Regions from separate parts of the Astyanax mexicanus genome. Here region 1 is linked to region 2. Evidence: chromatin contacts called from public Hi-C data. All regions are on one chromosome and are shown on one strand. Each heading gives the region's core, a stretch centred on a gene start, on an enhancer-like site or on the middle of the called end of the contact. The rest is flanking DNA. Distances are from core to core; before and after follow the strand shown.

Region 1 (5,883 bases), core at 2,456-4,955, 84 kb after region 2:
AATGTTGTAAATAATAATGAATTGAGACATTAGTTTAAAAACATTTCTTAACTAGTATCAAAGTTATACTCATTCAATACATTCTGCTGTTAAGTGTTACAAACTGAATAATATAAAAGCGTTAGTTGAGTCAGTTGAACTGAACACACACACACACACACACACACACACATAGTGAGCAGTGAGAGTGAGGTTAGGCCTGGCTGGTTTGGTGTTATCTGTGTCTGTCTGGTTTCTGTGCCCAGAGAATTCTGTGGGAAAGACAGCCGTTCACCCGTTGTTGTGGGAATGCCCCTTTTTACACACACACACACACACACACATAGAGAGACAGAGATAAGGTTCATTTGCTCTTTCAGAAAACAGGAGAAACTCCGCAAACAGTTTTAGATGTCGTAGAACTTCCTCGCCATCCTCTCAGTGGAATAGGGTAGTTTAATAATCTGAAGTTTATTTATAGGATCTAATCTATTTGATTTGTCAATCAGTCAAAGTGGATTTCAGCCATTACTTATGCCATGTCCATGATATGATCTTTGTGTACACATCACACTGTAGAGCGAGGAACGTTAGATTCCCACACAACATTGGAAATGAAATGCCTCTCACCCCCTTGTACCAACTCACGTGACTCTAATTCACGTGGCATTGTCATGAGCACATCGGCTGCCAGTGTTTGAGCTCACTCACTCAAAATAACACCTTAAAAACTTGTACAGGTGTCAGTTTTTCCAGGCCGTTCCGTAGAGGACACACTTCATAATCAGTGTACAAACTGCTATACCATGACTTTTGCCATGTATACAGTATACACGCACGTCTCACTCTCTCTTTACACACAGCACTGAGAGAGAGAACTGGCCGGTAAATGAATCTGGGTGTCCGTCGTGGCCCACAGTGACCCCCACAACTGCTTTTATAACTCGTCGCGTTGTGTAACTCCAACTTTCATCTCTTTCATGTCCCTCTATCCAGCTCTTTCTGTTGATTGCATGGAGCAGTGCGACGCAGCGGAGTGAATATGAATAATTGGTGGAGGGAAAGTGAGAGAGAGAGATAGAGAGAGAGAGAAAAGCTTGTGTTCGCCTGGCTAATGTTCTCACACAACAATCAGCGAATTGTGCAAAAAGCATAGTGACACAACAGCCATAATTAGCAAGCAGTTACAGTCAGCACTGTCACATTCTTTCAGCACAGCAGAAGGAAAAGAGCTCAACACAGAGAGCGAGAAACGAGTGCTGGTAATCCTCTCATTCTCTCTCTCCCCCTCTCTCTCTTTCTCTCATTCTCTCTCTCTTGTTTTAGGCTGTTTTTTTATCTCTTCTTTTACTCAAATTCACTATTTTCTTCACGTTATAAAGCATTTGTCTTTTTAAAGGATGTGTGGGCATTATAATTACTTACCAACTTATTTAAACACACACATACATACTAAGAAACACACACAAACACAAACACACACACACACACACTCCCTCCTCTCCTCAGCTTTCCTATGTGTGTCCTGTTTCACATGGCTGAATGAGCAGTGAGTTAATCATCTAATGAGGCCAAAGGACGTGTCCACTGAACTGAACATACACACACTCTCCCTGACCCTTTCTTTTTTCTGCTCCTGTCTCCCTCCCTTTCTCTCTCCCTCCCTTTCTCTCTTTCTCTCTCTCTCTCTCTTTCCTTCTCTGTCTCATAGTCACTCATTCACTCTCTTCCAGTACTTCTTTAATACTTTTTTTTAATCAAAGAAATAAAGTTCTAGTAAAAGCCTCAATATATTATCCACTCAAAGCTTTTTATACTATTTATTATGAAGTTGACTCCAAAGTTTCCCTGTAGAGACACACGGACAATAGAATAGAACTGTCTGCATGGAGCAGATGAACATGAACCTCGCACTAGAGGGGTATAAAGCACCCTGGGTGAGCTGTGATACAGTGGTAAGAGTGTATTCTTTAAAATGAAATGAAATTAAAATGTTCCTGTAGAGACACAGTGTTAGTGTGAATAGAATAAAATATAATAGAATCTGCATGGTTCTGTGAGGTTCTCTGGAAAGATGGTGCTCTATTCAGTAATTTTGGGATGAGTTAGGGAGTTGGGAATGAGGTGAGGTGATGATTAGCCAAAAATCCTGACCACACTAATGCATTTGCTGCTGAATGCAATCAAAACCTGACAGCATTCTGTCTTATTTGATTGATGTTGTGTTTTTGAGAGTTTTCTCCAAGGTTGTGTCCTTGTAGAAGAAACATTGGCTGTTAATGAAGCTGTTAAGAAAGTTGTGAGAAGTTACAGTTACATACAGTGCCATGAAAATGTATTTGAAATGCATTTTGATTTTGATTCAGATTTTTGTTTCTTTTTTATGTGATGTTTCTTAACTACAATAAACATTAACTATTATTCATAGTAGAAAGAAATTATAGTATATATGAATGCTTAGAGGGAATTTACAAGTGATAAAATGGACATGTGACAAAACTGTTTTCCTATGCAAACTTTTACATCAATAATAATCAAAATACACTATAATATAACATTATTCTACATTAACAAAAAATATTGTTAAAAAAAAAAGTTATTGTTATATTATATTATATGACCTGCTCTCACACCTTCACAGCATGAACAAGAAGGTCAGTTTCCCCTGCTGAGAAACGTTGGACACATCCATGTAGCTGCACCCCTAAAATAGCAATCCGCCAAAATCGGTGACAAGGTGCCCCTGTCTCTTAAAGAGAATGGCAAGTGACACACTGATTGGTTTATTGCATGTTACGCCCAAAACGCACTCATGATTAATTGAGAGAATAAGTACATGCCTTTTGCACTATTCAAGCTGCATAAGGTGTACTTTTCCTGTCGTTATGATAGCAAAGACACACTGACACACCCTTCTTTGGTTGACAGATTTTCTAAAGATGGCTAAAATAGGGCCCGTAGTGTAATTTGGGTTTATTCTTCATGTTTTCCTCAGGTTTTGTTTATTTTCTGAAATTAACAAAATTTCACATAAATTGTCACATATTGAAAATCTTTGTTTAAATAGCATTTAAATAGTCGATTTAAACAGTGTTCTGACTGCGTGGGGTCTGGATTTTTTTTCCCAAGATAGAAACTCTTGATAGTTCTTTCTGTTTTACAGGTTTTCGAAAGAATTGTGATAACATCTAAACCGCTTTCTCTTTCATACAATATAGAGAACGCTGTCAAATAAACACATTCATACTCTCCTTTATAACAAAACACTGTTAGTAAAGCTAGCTTTCCCCAGAAACGTAACAAGCAGAACACCACACCACCAAGATGAATATAATTAGTAACTTTAAAACTCTAAAACATATAAGGAATAGTGAGAAGCAGGAAGAATAATGATGTTGATCCAGTATAAAGACACTGAAAGCGATGTGATAATTCAGTATAATTAGCTGATTATGGTTTATGCATATGCATATTAAAGGAAAGCATACGGATAGAATGTGAATTGATAAGGAGAAGGTACACCTGAGGAGGGGTAGCTGACCCGTGAACCAGAGGCCATGTGTGGGAATGAGATGAGGTGTTGAGATTAGCTTCCCATGAAGAGAGACAAGCGGCGAAATGCTGTGATCTCATCCCGACCTCGAGCAGACGCAGAGCGACGGAGAGATAGAGCACTCGTCTATGAATAACGCAGAGATAGAGAAAGAAGAGGTTATATAGGGAAGACGGGATGAGAAGTAGAGTTGGGCTGGAATGGAGGGATGCCTGTTGAATGACACGCCATCTAAAGCAGCTCAGGTTACACAGACGGGCCGGAGGATAGTGGGCTGTGTGTGTGTTTGATGGCATAGTTTGATGTGTGTCATGCTATGGGTAATTATATTGTATTCTTTCAGAATGCAAGATATTTTTATGTTTATTCGAATGAACCTATGTTGTTGAGTTTTTTTATATATATTATTCAAAAACAAAACTATACATGAACTATACATTTTGGTGACACTTTAAAATAAATTTCAATAATATATATTTTTTTAACTAATGATAGTATGACAGTGGATGTGAACAAAGCAGTAGTATTTGATTATTAACAAATACTCACACATGACACTTATTTATCAGCATATTCATATTAAAAATGTTAGCAAATCATTAGTTCATCAGAATATTTGTTAGTATTTACGAATTTTAAACTAGGTAAATGTTTATCAATTGCAGTTCATGTTGCCAATGCGTTCATTAGTATTTACAAATGTGATAGCAACTTTTTAGTTTCTTGAAATTTGAAAAATAACAGTTATTAATGATTAGTTAATGGTATATTAATAAAACTTATTATAAAATGTTACCCATTTTTCATAATTCACATTCTTTTATTCTTTATGGCGTTTCCAACACAACACAGCAGAACAGGCAGATCATGTGACACAGTTAAAAGTTCCAGTTGGTTCCATTAACCAAAAACATGATGTGCTTTATATGCAGCTTTGAAATAATGTAGTTCAATAATTATGCAGAAGAACCAGAGTCGCCCAAGCCTCTATCAATGATCCAATAAACAATGTATTTTTTATATCCAAATTTCTGTCACCTGTGCTGGATTGTGGAATAACTTAGAGAGTAAACTCCCTAAACAAAAGACCTTTTGGCTTCAAACGCAATTGTTGTAGATTTTATTTGTTTTGGCAATGTTTTAATCTATTAATTTGTCTTCTTTTGTACGCTCTTGAAAAATAGTAAAGGGTTGAATGATTTTTTTGAGTGATATCATGATATCTTTATTTATGTTTATGTTTATTTAAGAAAAACAAATTGCCAAAGAAACTTTACATCAGTTTGTTTACACTCGCTAAAGGTTCTTCACACATGTACAGTATTTCTTTCAAAAACATGGTTCTTTATGGAACCCAAATAGTTCGTTTTTATTAGGCCTGACACAAAATCATAAAATTTTTAACTTACTTTACAATATACATATATGGACATGACTTCAGTAAGGTTTGCCCATTATGGTTTCTTAGCAAATATAGCCCATCAACATGAATGATGTTTTACTTACTAATTATATCATAAAATAGTCTTTAAATTAATTAATCAATAATATTAATAATTACAAATCATTGGAGGAATTTATGCTGTCTTCAATTCTGTGCTTTGTAAATTGATAGGGCATATTTTAAAGTATACTGCTTTTAGCCCTGTGCCCTGTATCGTTTAATCACTATACACATATATCTCTGTGAGTGTGTGTCTGGCTATATATAAAGATCCCATTAAAAAGTTTGGACACATCTTAAATTCTATGGTTTTTCATTATTTTAAAATGTTCTGAATTGTAGTCCAATACTAAAGTCCTTCACCTATACAAAGAAAAACATGGAATTATTTAAACAAACCAGAATATGTTTTATATTTTAGATTTAGATAGTTTTGCACATCTTGGCTGGATTTTCTCAGTCATCTTTATGAGGTAGAGTCACCTGGAATGATCAGCTTTCAGTTAACAGCTGTGCTGAACTCGTCAAGAGTTAATTACTTGAATTTCTTGCCTCTTAATGTGTTTGAGAGCATCAGTTGTAAAGTTGTGAAGAGGTAGAGTTACAGGAATACAGTGAATAGCCCTATTTGAGTAATGTTCTAATCCAGATTATGACTAGGGGAAAAATATTATTTAAATAAATGGTCACTCAATTTTAAGAACTTTAAAAGTATTCTCAAACGCAATGCAAGTGCAGAATTTCAGAATTCTTTCAGAATGTGTTTATAATGTAGGACAAAAATTATAAAATTAAAAACACTAAATTAAAAGGTGTATTCACAATTTTGCCTAGTACTGTAAATGCAATTATTTCTGAACAATGTCCGTCTCGCATCAGCTTTATCCTTCTTTCTCTCTCTCTCTCT
Region 2 (5,783 bases), core at 2,005-4,504:
TTTATTCATTAAGTAATTTAGTTTAGTAATTGCTAGATAGCACGCATTGTGTGGTAAAAATAAAAACAAAATGTAGCATGCACAAGTGTTCTGATGTGTTGTGTTTTATATTATGATGTTTGTATTTTAATTACCTTTAATTTTCTTCAATATACAACATGTATTTATTACATTTTAGTCAGTTTTGTTTTTTTCACTTATAAAATAAACCAAACTTGTGTAAAAGCTGGGTTTTAAAATGTGCCGTTCTGATGCTAAACACTAGGGAGCAGCACTCACTCACTCACTCACTCACTCTCAGCATGTAGCTCCACCGCAGCAGCACGAGCATAGACTGTGTAGGTGTATCTAGGCGCATGCTTGTTCCATGAGGACGGCGTGAATTACAGAGCAGAAATAAAGCGTTTTCCTGCTTTTATTACAACGTTTAACTGGATGACACTCACATTACAGGCCTGCAGTGACTGAGAGGGGAAGATATAAACAAGACTTCATGAAACAGGTCAATAATTTTAGCTGTTTTCTCTCTGTTTTCCTGTGTTCTGAGTTGGGTAATTCCAGCTTTTTTGGGTTATTCATAATTTCCCTGCTCTCTTTGGTCTTGCTCCTTTTCCCAAAACGTGTGAAGGCTAGTAATTAAAGGTGTGGGCAGCGCCTGTTGCCATTGAGTTCAGAGACTGAATAGATTGGCGCCTCAGCCAAATTACCAACAATTACAACAATTGCTGTCGATCCAGTCAGTTTTCTCCCTCTATGTGTGTGTGTCCCTCCTTTCCCCCCTCTGACCCTGAACCGATGGCCGTCTATCAGCAGGCAAAGGGCAATGAGGCCTGAGCGCCTCTCTGTCTGTGTGTGCCTTTTTAACAGCTGCTCTCCACCAGCAGCAGCAGCACCAGCAGCAGCAGCTATCAGCAGCCACCAGTGATTATATCTATTTCTCAACATCATCATCTCACAAACTCACTGTTAACTTACTGTTAAACTGGCCTGCATGTGTGTTTTTATGTATCTGTTTAAAAAAGGTAAGGCATGTAGAGTACTTTAATATACTGTATTTAAATATAGGGGAAACTTTGTTTAATTCTCTTGTTCTGAGAGAGATTTTTTGCCACTGTAGTCTCTGAGTTGCTTAATTAGTGCTTAGGGCTTGCACCTGTATCTGTGTGTAGCTGCTTTGTAAAAAAAAAAAAAAAAAAAACTTATTACAAGCACTACACTGATATGAATTTTTGTCTTACTAAGCATTGTAAGTGTATTATTATTTTGCTTGTTCTTATCAGTCTTGCTTAGAATTTAGCTTATTTTAAGTAATTTAATGTCAAAATAAGCACAAAAAGTCACGTTAAAAAGTCAAGTTAGTCTGATTCATGTGTCCAAATTTTGCTTGTTTTAAGTATTTGTCAGTCTGGACTGCACATTTTATGTATTTGTTTAAACAATTCTGCATTTTATTTACCACTTCATGAGCCCTATGTCTTCATTAAGAGATAGTAGACACATGGGTCTTCCTCTCCAGGTTTCTTTTTCTTGTTCTGAGGGAGATTTTTTTGTGCCACTGTAGTCTCTGGGTTGCTAACTGAGGGCTTAGGGCACCTGCATCTGTGTGAAGTTGCTTTGTAAAAATGGCTTAATACAAGCAGTACACTGCAAACAACTAAAATTTGGCATGTGAAATCATCTCATTTCAAAGCAGTACATCTTATTTTTCTCCCTTATAGGAGAAATATTTATGCCTTACTAAGCATTATAAGATTATGTAGCTTTTTAAAGAATCTTGATCAGTTTTGTTTATTTTAAGTCATTTTAACTCAAAATAAGCGTGAAAATTCACCGGCTAAATTAGTCTGATTTTTTTAGTTCTATGATTTTTACTTGACTTAAGTATTTGTCACCCTGGTTTCCCCATTTTTGTACTGCTATTTTAATGCTTAAATATATAATAGTTACTATTATCTTAATTATTATATATTAGTAAAGCCATGTCTTAATTAAAAATTTAACAATATTTATAACATGAGTGTGGAGTATTCTTATTACTGCATGTATTGTCACTTTTTTCTTTATATTTTATGCTTAATAAAATAATATTATTATTTTTTTTAAATAGTTTTAATACAATATATGATAATTTATGTATAGATAATGTATCATCTTAATTATACTACTAGTCTTATATGAACCCTGTAAAGTTGACATTTAGAGAGTTGCCACCTTTTCCTTTATATTTAAAAAAAAAAAAAAAAAAAAAAATATATATATATATATATATATATATATATATATATATATATATATATATATATATATATATATATATATTTTTTTTTTTTTTTTTTTTTTTTGTAAGGTTGTAATAGTTTAACTTCAGCTGTCTGCTGTTGGCACCGATGTTGTCCCTCAGCTTCAAACAGTAGGACTCGTCCTGTCCTAACTGAATGATAAACATATGAACAGACTGCTCGGGCTGTGGAGATATCGATCGGAGCCGTGTGTGTGTGTGTGTTTTGCATGGGATTGTCTTGGGGGTAATTGAGTGGCCCTGTCTGTGTGTGTCGTCTCTCTGGCGCCATGTGTCTCTTTGGATTGCTAATTTATCTAACCGCTTCGTCCCAGTCCGTACATCCGTTTTTCCGCGACCTTTCGAGACTTCAGTAGCCAGAAAAAAATATTTATGTACTTTATATAATTAATTTAAAGAATGATTACTTTCTTAACTTATCATATTTAACTGATTTAAAGCTAAAACTACCCACCTACCTACCTTTCAAGCAGGATTTTAGATAGTTAAGCTACATTCATATATGTTTAGTTAGCTAACGACTATAATTTACCTAGCTACAAAACATAAAAAAAATAATAAATCTAAAAATCTAATTAATAATTAAGCTTACATGTTACCTTCACCTTTATGTTTTAACAGTTAAAAAATACATAATATATAACATATATAAATTACCGGATGGTTGTAAAGTAATATTCATATATATTAAATTTAATTTGTATTAATTTTACTATTTCCACCGTCTGGTCTCATAATCTATAACCAAGTCTAACCTGAACGCCAACGAACTTTTACGTATGTAAATAAGGTTCCGAGGTTCGTCCAATCAGCGTTACGAGTGGGCGTGGCGACGCGGAGTCTCATCAGAGTTGGTTCAGAGCCGTGGTTTTACATTGTAAAGAGTATGCAAAGAAAGCAACACGCGCGTCCAATCAGCGCCCACGGGGGCGTGGCTACGCGGAGCCTCATAACTGTGGCCTGGCGCTGCTGGATTTGACTATTCAGAGCCGTACTGTGAGCTGTACTGTGGAGCCGAGGTCGCTCTTGGATTAAATATCGTCTTTTTCGTGCTTTTCCCGTTGTTTAAGTGTTCAGAAACGTTCTTTAACGTTGTGAAAGTTTCTGCCGTTACGTGTTACGGACTAGTTTTGCGTCGTTGTGGCGTGGTTTCCGAATATAGTCGTATTTCTTCGCTAAAGAACTGGACTGATCTGCTCCGCTCTGCTGTACTGTATGGATCCGCGGAGAGAGCCGCTGCTGGAGGAGCTCTTCTGAGTGTGCGGTCTCCGTTTGGACGCTATGTGAGCCGCGGATCTAAGGGAATGCAGTGATATGTGGGCTTTAAGGCACATGTAAAGAGCAGGTCTTCACCACAAACCGATTTGGAGGGTCTTGCCGCGGGCTTGAAGGGCTGGGAAGAGTCGCCGTTGCTCAATGGATCGCCATTCCAGCCTGGTTTCGCTTTGGTTTCAGCTGGAGCTGTGTGCCATGGCCATTCTCCTCACTAAAGGTAGGCAGCCTAGCTAGCAAACCTAGCTACATACACCAGAACACACTCTTAGTAACATAAGAAGGGGATTAAAAGTTACAGTTTGTGGACAAAAAAGGCAAATATGGTTAAACCACAAGTTAAGGTAGTAAACAATGCAAGAGATGTAGTTAAAGGGTCTAAAACAGAACATAAAGGATTGGGTTCACTGGTGTAGAGAGTAAAGTGGATTAAAATTAATTTAAAAATGTAAAAAAACATTAACTGGATAATAGGGGTGGGCGATATGGCTCTAAAATAATATCACGATATTTCAGGGTATTTTTGCCATAACGATATATTACTTGCCGATATAGGAAAACAGAAAAATAATTAATTAATTTCAGGAATATAGTATAAGAGAATATTAACAGCATAATCATAATGTGGCAAAATAAATAATATAGCATAAAATAATATAATGCAGCAACAAATATTGCAGAATATTTAGTGCATGCATATAAACTGCAAACTAAAACAATTATACAATAAATACACCTAAAGCTTCACAGTAAATAATATACTACTTTTAAGACAGGACATCTCTATTATCACGATATGGATTTTTAATATCACGATATTTCTGTGTCACAATATATTGTATACAATATAATATTGCCCACCCCTACTGGATAGGTTACCTTTTTCAATCTTAGAAAGACATACACATATTGCAGTAGAACATTGTACAGAAATGGCAAATCATTTACATTAGTAAAGCAATATATCATAACAGTAAAAATCTGACATTGTGTCTGTTCATTGTGGTGAACATGTAGTGTGAGGTAGCAGGTTATATATGCAGTTATAGCATATATGAGCATATATACGTTCTGTAGAAAAAGAACTACATGTAAATATAAAGTATGTTTAAGTGCTTAATCATAAAACATGATTTGTTTTTAAGCAGCAGGAGGGCTTTTATTTTAGGTTAGTCTTCCTAGTGAAAGTGTATGTAGGCTATACTACTAACTAGATGCTTTCTACATACATTTTATTCATTTTCTACATGTTTGTACCTTTTTAAATTAGCTACATTTGAAGAAAATGTGAAGAATGGCAAGATAAACATTAGCTACTTAAGCAAACTTATTAACTAAATTGCTAGGTAAGCTAAGAGGTCAGTTCTGTAAATGGTGTTGATTTATTTATTAAGACCCAGCTCTCTCGGTTCTAGTCAACTTTAATATAAGGTCAGTAACTTAAAAAACACATTTAATTAACATCTACATGTACAACAAGTGATTTGTCTTTATGTATTAAGTGATGGGCCAACATGTTAGGAAGTTTGATGAGACCACAGCTATACACTAACATTTCCCCATTCAATATACACTTTATTACAGAGTAGAAGAAGATTACTTTTTAAACTCTTTATGTTTCAAGACTATGTGTATTCTCTTAAACATACTTTACATCAGAAGTATTTTGCTCCTGAATTATATTAACCACTTCTAAACCTAAGTAAGCTTGCATGCCAACTTCAGAAGTCCTGAGCTCCCCCACACTTTTAAGAGTTTCCATTTGGGTTGAAAGAAATTGACTTTGGCACACAAACCGCTGATTATAAACTGCTTAATTCCTGTTTTATAGTGCAGAATAAAAGACCTCTTTGCTGGGAAAAGCTCCTTAAAGCTGTGACACATTTATTATATCGGAAGTCTTTAGGTGAAAAAATATGTTTATATTTTTAAAATGATATATTTATGGCATTGCAAACAGTTCAGTTATATGTACAGTACATCTGAGTAGAGATTAAAGTCAGTTTGCTTTGTATATTCTACTTGCATTGGTGAGAAATTAATACTTTCCCTTTAAGCAATAAAATTGGAAAAATTCTGTATCACTCTGAACGTTTTAAAACAACCTGCCATGTGGTTTACAACATCACTTTAGCTGAGTCTGCAGTGAAACACGCTAATTTACATCTTGGCTCTGGCTTTGACAGTCACTTTCCCCCGGCGAGCACAGTGT

Evidence for each region. A called contact is a pair of places that touch in the nucleus more often than the background predicts.
Region 1: a Hi-C map of muscle shows a contact between it and region 2, with 9 times the contacts expected there. The contact joins the enhancer-like site here to the promoter of bambia in region 2. A contact is called at or near these places in 2 of 3 Hi-C or Micro-C datasets (blood and muscle).

What each region holds. Positions count from the first base shown.
Region 1 is chr15:35,155,761-35,161,643 of AstMex3_surface, forward strand. No RefSeq gene overlaps it. Among protein-coding and RNA genes, the nearest start is that of bambia, 83 kb to the left of the region's middle. Within about 2 kb of position 3,706, the one cell type or tissue checked has an H3K27ac peak away from gene starts, as active enhancers do.
Region 2 is chr15:35,072,470-35,078,252 of AstMex3_surface, forward strand. It overlaps bambia (BMP and activin membrane-bound inhibitor (Xenopus laevis) homolog a), which reads left to right and starts at 3,255. Exons shown (of 3, transcript XM_007259650.4): 1 at 3,255-3,791. The coding sequence starts at 3,716.